Regions from separate parts of the Mus musculus genome. Here region 1 is linked to region 2. Evidence: chromatin contacts called from public HiChIP or PLAC-seq data. All regions are on one chromosome and are shown on one strand. Each heading gives the region's core, a stretch centred on a gene start, on an enhancer-like site or on the middle of the called end of the contact. The rest is flanking DNA. Distances are from core to core; before and after follow the strand shown. Region 1 holds the start of Arcn1 (archain 1). Region 2 has its middle 37 kb from the start of Ddx6.

The links. HiChIP or PLAC-seq counts read pairs in DNA pulled down with a chosen protein or histone mark.
Region 1: an H3K27ac HiChIP or PLAC-seq map of microglia shows a contact between it and region 2, with 5 times the contacts expected there. The contact joins the promoter of Arcn1 here to the enhancer-like site in region 2. A contact is called at or near these places in 4 of 115 datasets of contacts at active chromatin or transcription factors (CD8 T cells, bone marrow-derived macrophages, effector CD8 T cells and 1 more) and 3 of 9 other capture datasets (adipose tissue, liver and pancreatic islet).

The regions. Positions count from the first base shown.
Region 1 is chr9:44,766,232-44,769,593 of GRCm38.p6, forward strand. Arcn1 (archain 1) reads right to left here and starts at 1,577. Exons shown (of 10, transcript NM_145985.4): 1 at 1,439-1,577. The coding sequence starts at 1,441.
Region 2 is chr9:44,566,059-44,569,774 of GRCm38.p6, forward strand. No RefSeq gene overlaps it. Among named protein-coding and RNA genes, the nearest start is that of Ddx6, 37 kb to the right of the region's middle. Within about 2 kb of position 2,238, at least 172 of the 459 cell types and tissues checked have an H3K27ac peak or open chromatin away from gene starts, as enhancers often do. A contact at or near this core is called in CD8 T cells, adipose tissue, bone marrow-derived macrophages and 2 more, where this site is marked.

The DNA.
Region 1 (3,362 bases), core at 327-2,826, 200 kb after region 2:
TAAAATTACACACTCTAACATAAACTATGAACACTCCCTAAAACGTAAAAGAGTAGGTGCACACCTTTAATTCTAGTGATGGGAAGCCTGGTCAATAGAATGAGTTTCAGAACAGCCAGGTCAGCATAGTGAGAAACCTTTTCTCTAAAACTAAAAAAAATGGAGGCTAGAGGTATGGCTCAGCAGTTAAGAGTACTTCTTGTTCTTGCATAGGACGTAGGTTAGAATCCCTGTACCACAGGGAGGCTGATAAGTGTCCATAACTATAGTTCTAGGGAATCCAATACCATCTTCAGGTATTGCACAGACACACAACTTCATATACATAAAATAAAAACATCTTAAAATATAAAAGAAAAAACATACACAATAACAACAACAACATCAACTCATGGAATTGGGGCTCAGGGTCGGTATATGAGGTTTTGGAAATTTTATGTCTAATACCAAATTTTGGGAGGCAAGCCTACTTGATGTAAATTTTATACACCTGAGGCTGGAAAAGAAACTTTCTGTGGTTTAAAGACCAAACATGAATTTCTCCTCTAACCAAATTCTTATCAAAAGAGTTGTTAGTAGAACTTAATAGGACAAGTACCAAGAGAGTCAGTCATGTTACTTAGGTATGCTTTCAAAGCACCTTTAAAAATTCTTCAAAAGTTACTAGATCTAAGGATCTCCTCTTATTCCCGAATATTCAGATTTCAGTCGATTAAGGAGGATCTGGTGGAGTTAATTCTGCTTTCTCCTACCCTCACCTACAAATAACCTCTCCTATCTTGGTAACAGATGAGTTCATAGAGAAATAAGCTCCGCTGGCATCAGAGTCCCCAAGCACAGCCCACCTCTCCTATTCCACATAACAGCTGTGATTACAGTAAGCCACACTCCTGTCACTCCACCAAAACGGTCGGTCCCTTAAAGACAGAAACCCTGTGCTGTCACTCCGTTTCTCTACGTTCTATATACACTCTGCACCAGCCTCGCTGCCAAAGACACGTACGCGCTACCCTAGCACAGGGTAGCTACGGGGACACCGGGGTCCCTCAAACGGGCGCCCGAAGTTACCATTTCCGCACTGCCTCTACTTCCCCCTTTCAATTAAGAGGTGGAGGAGGGAGAAGAAAAGCTTTGAGGCGTGGTGACAAGAGGACGAAAAGCGGCGGACAGGCCCAGCCTCCAGCCCTGCGGTTCCGGAGCTCGCAGGGAACCGGCGGGACCTGAGGACGGAAGACCCGCGCGACAACCACCAGCCCGAGTGGCGGGCGGGCGGACGTGGCGGCGCTGCCGGCGGAGGCTAGGTGGGCGCGGCAGCTTTCGCTCTAGGACTCCGGGAGGCCGTGCCAAGCCTGGGCCGACAGCAGGGCTCCGGGCGCGGCTCCTGCGGTCCCGGCCCAGCCGGCGAGGACGTGGCGAGGGAACCCGGCTCGGCGCTTACCATGGTGAGGCCGCAGGTGGGGCGCGCTGCGCCGCGCTCTGGCTCTGCGGGGACTCGGGCTGCTGCCCAGAGACGCGGAGCTCTGGCCGCTCCGGACCTGCCGCCCCTGACAGGAGCCTCCGCCGCTTCGCCTCTTGCCAAGATGGCGGCCCCAAGCCACGTCTCCAACCGGAAACGGCGCGGGTCAAAGGGCGGGGGGCGGGGCCAGTAAGCTCCGAAGCCAGGAAACTCAGACCCCTGTTAGCCCAGGATTTGCAGGTTTGGCTAGAATTGTGGAGCGTCATTCCTCTGTCCTTTCTTTCTCTTCGCCTGCGTTTATTTGGTGCTGCTTCTTTTTTTTTTTTTTTTTTTTTTTTTTTTAAAGATTTATTTATTATTATATGTAAGTACACTGTAGCTGTCTTCAGACACTCCAGAAGAGGGAGTCAGATCTCGTTACGGATGGTTGTGAGCCACCATGTGGTTGCTGGGATTTGAACTCCGGACCTTCGGAAGAGCAGTCGGGTGCTCTTACCCACTGAGCCATCTCACCAGCCCTTGGTGCTGCTTCTTAAAGTTCGTAAAAACACTCAATGGAATATATAAAATAATCTGTGACCATGAGGAACTAGTATCCTGAATACATAACGTCTAGAACTCCCGTAATAAAGCCGGCATGGTGTCCCCTCACCTGTAATCAATTCCAGGTAAATTAGGAAACTGAGGAGGAAGACCAAAAATTGTCCAGCCGGGCACACGCCTTTAATCCCAGTACTCGGGAGCCAGGGGCAGGACGATCTCTGTAAATTTGAAGCCAGCCTGGTCTACAAAACAAGTCTGGGATAGCCAGAGAGAGCTACACAGAGAAACCCTGTCTTGAGAAGCAAAGCACTAATAAAATACTGACACATACAACATAGATTAGCCTTGAAAACAGGTGTAAAGAAACAGATGCAAAGGCCACTATTTGTTTGCAATGACTAAACCAGGGATATCTGTGAAATTAGAAAGCTTATAAGTGATTTATCGGAGTTCCAGAAGACTAGGACATAGCGGCTAGTGCATTATGTTTGGAATGTAAGTGCCATGGAATTACCCAGAGGCAGATATCCTGAAAGCCACTGAACTGTACGGTTTATCTTCAATATGTAATTATTTTATTTTTAAATCCTATGTGTGTTCAGACATGTGCCTGCGAATGCAGGCGCTGCCTGATATGGGTGCTGGGAATCGAACTGGGGCTTTTTGAAACAGCAACGGATACTCTTGACTGCTGAACCCCCTCTCCAGTCCTGAACTGTATACTTCAAAGGGCTGGGGTTTTTTGTTTGTTTGTTTGTTTGTTTGTTTTAGGGTCCTGAGAGATAGCTCAGCAGTTAAAATCCTATATTGCTCTTGCAGATTTGGTTTTCTCCTGCCTCAAAAAAGAAAGAAAAGAAAATGTATGTTCACAAGTGTCCTTGGTCAGGCGCGCCTTAGAGGCTGTATAACAGAAGTAAAAACAAACGAGGAATCAGCGCGACCTGTGCTTAAATTCTTTTCAGTACTCAAGGCCTTAGTCGTTAGTTAACTCACTACACCTCTCTAAGCCTGTTATTACTCTTTAAACTGGTGGGAGCACATACTTCATAAATTTATAGAGTTAGATAATAGAAAATAAATTAGACTGTATAAGCTAAGTGTTCCACCACAGTAACTGCTCAACAATTTATACTTGTTATTATGGACATAGCATCACAAAGATAAAACCAAAAATAGCAATTCTACTCAAAACATATTTTTGAGGCAGTTTTACTTCCTATACCTGCCTGACCTAGAACTCACTATGTAGATGAGGCTGGTCACGAACACACAGAGGTCTGTCTGCCTTTACATCCTTAGTGTTAAGATTAGAGGCAATTCTCTTTTTAACTTGAAGCAGCACAAAAGAGGTGTGTGCTAGTTA
Region 2 (3,716 bases), core at 988-3,487:
AGTAGAAGAGTTACAAGTTTGAGGGCTAACCTGGGTTACATAGTGAAGCACACTGTCTTGGAAGATCCAGGGCAAGGGAGGAGGCTCAGTGGCATAGCCTTTGTCTAGCACGTGGGAAGTCCAGAGGGTTCAGTCCCACACAAAGCTAAACAAAAAGGCTGCAATGTCTCAATGGACTGTAACAGCCCATCCATACAGACTCCCATCCCATCCCATCCAAAGCCCGTGTTCCTGGCTCTGCCTGAGGCTATCAGCATGTTTCTCTGAAAATACCTAGGAAACAACTGCCGTGTATAGTAACCTTATATAAATTAAATGAGTGTTGATCCAACGGACAAATTTTAGATGCAAAGGAAGAGCTTAAAATGGCAACTTCAGGTGGTGATCTGTTTACCACCAGGAAACTCAAATATCACACTGTCTGTATAACGCTAGGCGTTCATTGGCGTTAGCAAGGAGCCTTGGCTGAAGGTTGCACACCTTTGTAACGCTCTTGCAGAGCAAATGGGAAGAGAGGAGACGAGAAAAGTGATGTCAAACACCACTGTGAAATTAGAAACTGACCAAAAAAAATGTCAATTTACAAAAATAACATCAATTCCAACAGTCAAACTAGAGAGCAAACTTTACCAAGCCACTGGGCCTCTCTGTGAAGCAATGGGTACAGGGTACACTACTGCTGGAACTGAGGGGCAGTTGAACGTGTTCTTAGCGAGTCACCTGCTGACCGTGCAAATGAAAAATATCTCCTTTGACTCTGGGCCTCCTGTAATAAAGCAAAGATAGAGCCTGAGACAGTACCCAGGGCTAGGAGCCAGAGACACAGAGAACTTAAATTCAAGGCTGGTCTGACCCTGTCTGAAAACAAAACAAAACAACAAAGAAACAAAAACCCTGAAAAGTAAAATAAAACGAAAGCCACAGAGCCCTGGATTTAAGAATATTAACACAGCTGGCCATGGTGGTGCACACCTTTAATCCCAGCACTAGGGAGACCAAGGCAGGTGGATCTCTATGAGTTCAAGGCCAACCTAGTCTATGTAGTAAGTTTCAGGACAGTCAGGACTATGTAGAAAGACCCCATCCTAATTAATTAATTAAAAAGTTGAAGGAAGGGAAATTCTCTGAATATTTAGTGTGTTAAAGTTATACTTTTGCTTTTGTTCTTCTGGTGACAAGCGCGTGCCAGGCCATAATTGTATTGCGACTTCTCTTGTATTTGTTTAAAATTGTTTATGGTAACGATTCTTTCTTTTTCTATTTCTTCTTAGATCCTCACATATCTGGGTAAAAGTCCCTACAAGGGAAAATACAGATGTTTACACCCTTACCCAAATTCCTTCAGGGACATGGGGACCCAGGCTGGGATGCCATTCAGTAGTAGGCCACCTGTCTGGCGGGCACAGGCTCTGGGTTCCTTTCCCAGTGCAACAAAGCCAGCCTAGCTGGGTGACATTCCCCTTATGAGCCTAGCTGGGTGACACTCCCCTTAATATGACCTAACTTTTGCAAGTTATGTCTGTGTCGTGTGTGTGTGTGTGTGTGTGTGTGTGTGTGTGTGTGTGTGTGTGTGTTTAGGCATGTGAACACCAGTGGAAGACAAAGGCTGGCATTGAGCTATTTTTTTTTATATTCTCTCTCTACAGCCTGGCATTTGTGTGGGCGCTGAGCCTGGACTCAGGCCCTCATGCTGACAGGGTATGAGTGTTACTGGCTGCACCAGCTCCTGACCACTTACGTAACCTCCGTCTCACTTTCTACTCTCAGCTGACATCACTCCTCGAAATATCAGCCCTCTTTACTTCCTCAAACTCACCACACACACACTGGACTAAAAGGAAAGCTATGTAATATTTTAATGTTGGTCATGCTTTTTAGTGTGCTCAGAATTCTAACCGCTATTTGCCATTTAACCTTTACCTGTCTTTAAATTCATTAGGAGCTCCCTTTAGAGGCTTCCCTTAGGCCAGCCACCTCACTGGTGCCTCCGCTAGATCTGTTAGGTCCCCGTGAGCCTTCAGGCCTGTTCCTTCGGTCCTTTCCCTGTTTGTCACGGCACAATCCTCTTCTGGCACTTTTGGGTTTACTGACTTTCCTCTCCCTCATCAGACAGGACCGGAAGTTGGGGAGGTGCGGGAGGGAGGGGCGGGGGGGGGAGGGTGCTTTTGTATTATTTGTGAACTGGTGCTAGAAGTTCATAGCAACAGTGAGTTTGTTTTTATTGTTTCTGGGGTTATCGTTCCTCCTCGCAGCCTGAATGAAACCCCACCTGACTCTCCATGGTTGTCAATAGAGAAAGCTCTTCACAGGGGATCTAAAGAAAGACACAGCAACCCAGGCCAGAGTGTGGGGCCTTACTGGGCAGGAATGACAAGTTTAACTGTTATCCTAAGATTTAACTCTTGGTCCAAATCAAAAAGAGGACTTCATTATATTAATCTACAGACAGGAAAAAGGACAGCGATTTTTTTTAAAAGTTACTTTTAGGCAGGCTGTGGTGATGAATGACTTTATTCCCAGCACTTGGGAGAAAGAGGCAGAGAGCTCTCTGAGTTCGAAGTCAGCCTGGTCTACAGAGCGAGTTCCAGGACAACCAGAGCTACATGGAGAAACTCTATCTTGAAACAAACAAACAAACAAACAGCAGCAACAGTGAAGACCTGGTGACCGCTGCAGGCACCAGGTACACAAGTGCAGGTAAAAGGCTCATATACTTGAAATAGCTATTTTTAAATTTGAAAGAATAATGTTAAACAATAACAATAAAGCCTGCCATGGCATGGTGATGCACCCTTGTCATCCAGACATGATACAGTGGTACATGCCTGTAGTCTAACACTTGGCAGTCTGTGGTAGGAGGATTGCCAAGAGCTTGAAGATAGCCTAGGCTATATAATGAATTCCAGACTAGCCTGGGATACAGAGTAAAACCTGTCTCAAAACCAAACCAATGAACAACAGATCAAGCTCAGTTGCCTTCTTTTCCTGTTGTTTTTGATATGAGCTTTGTATAACTGTTGGTGGGGCTTTTGTTTGTTTGTTTGTTTGGTTTTGCTTAATGCTGTTTATAAGCTTCTTCGTGGGCTTGGAGACTGGCCTAGAGGTTAAGACAACTCACTATTCTTTCAGAGGATGGACGGGGTTCAGTTCACGCCTCCACAGCAAAGGTTCGTGAGCAACGGTAATTCCTCCTCCAGGAGATCTGACACCTTCTTCTGGCTTCCATAAACACCCAGACACATATGTGCATATCTCTCCACATATGCATGGTTTAAAAAAGTAATGAATCTTTTTATAAAAAATATTTTCTCGGTGGCTAGGATGGCACATTTCTTCAGTCCCAGTACCTGGAGATAGAGACAGGTGGATCTCCATGAATTTGAAGACAGCCTGATCTGTGTTGTGAGTTCCAGGCCAGCCAAGTGCTACATAGTGACACCCTATCTCAAAAAAACAAAACAAAACAAAACAAAACAAACAAACAACAAAAGCAGCATTTTCTCATGATATGGGGATCCTTGAGAGGGGATGAGAGAGCTCATGGATAAACATGTCTCCACAGCTGGAGACCTGAGTTTCCTTCCAGGGTCCACTTTTATTTTTCTTTTGAGACAGTTTACTATGTAGACCAGGCTGGCCTCAAACTCACAGAGGTGCGCTGCATGAGGAAGGTCACTGTTGCATGAGGAAGGTCACTGCACTGCATGAGGAAGGTC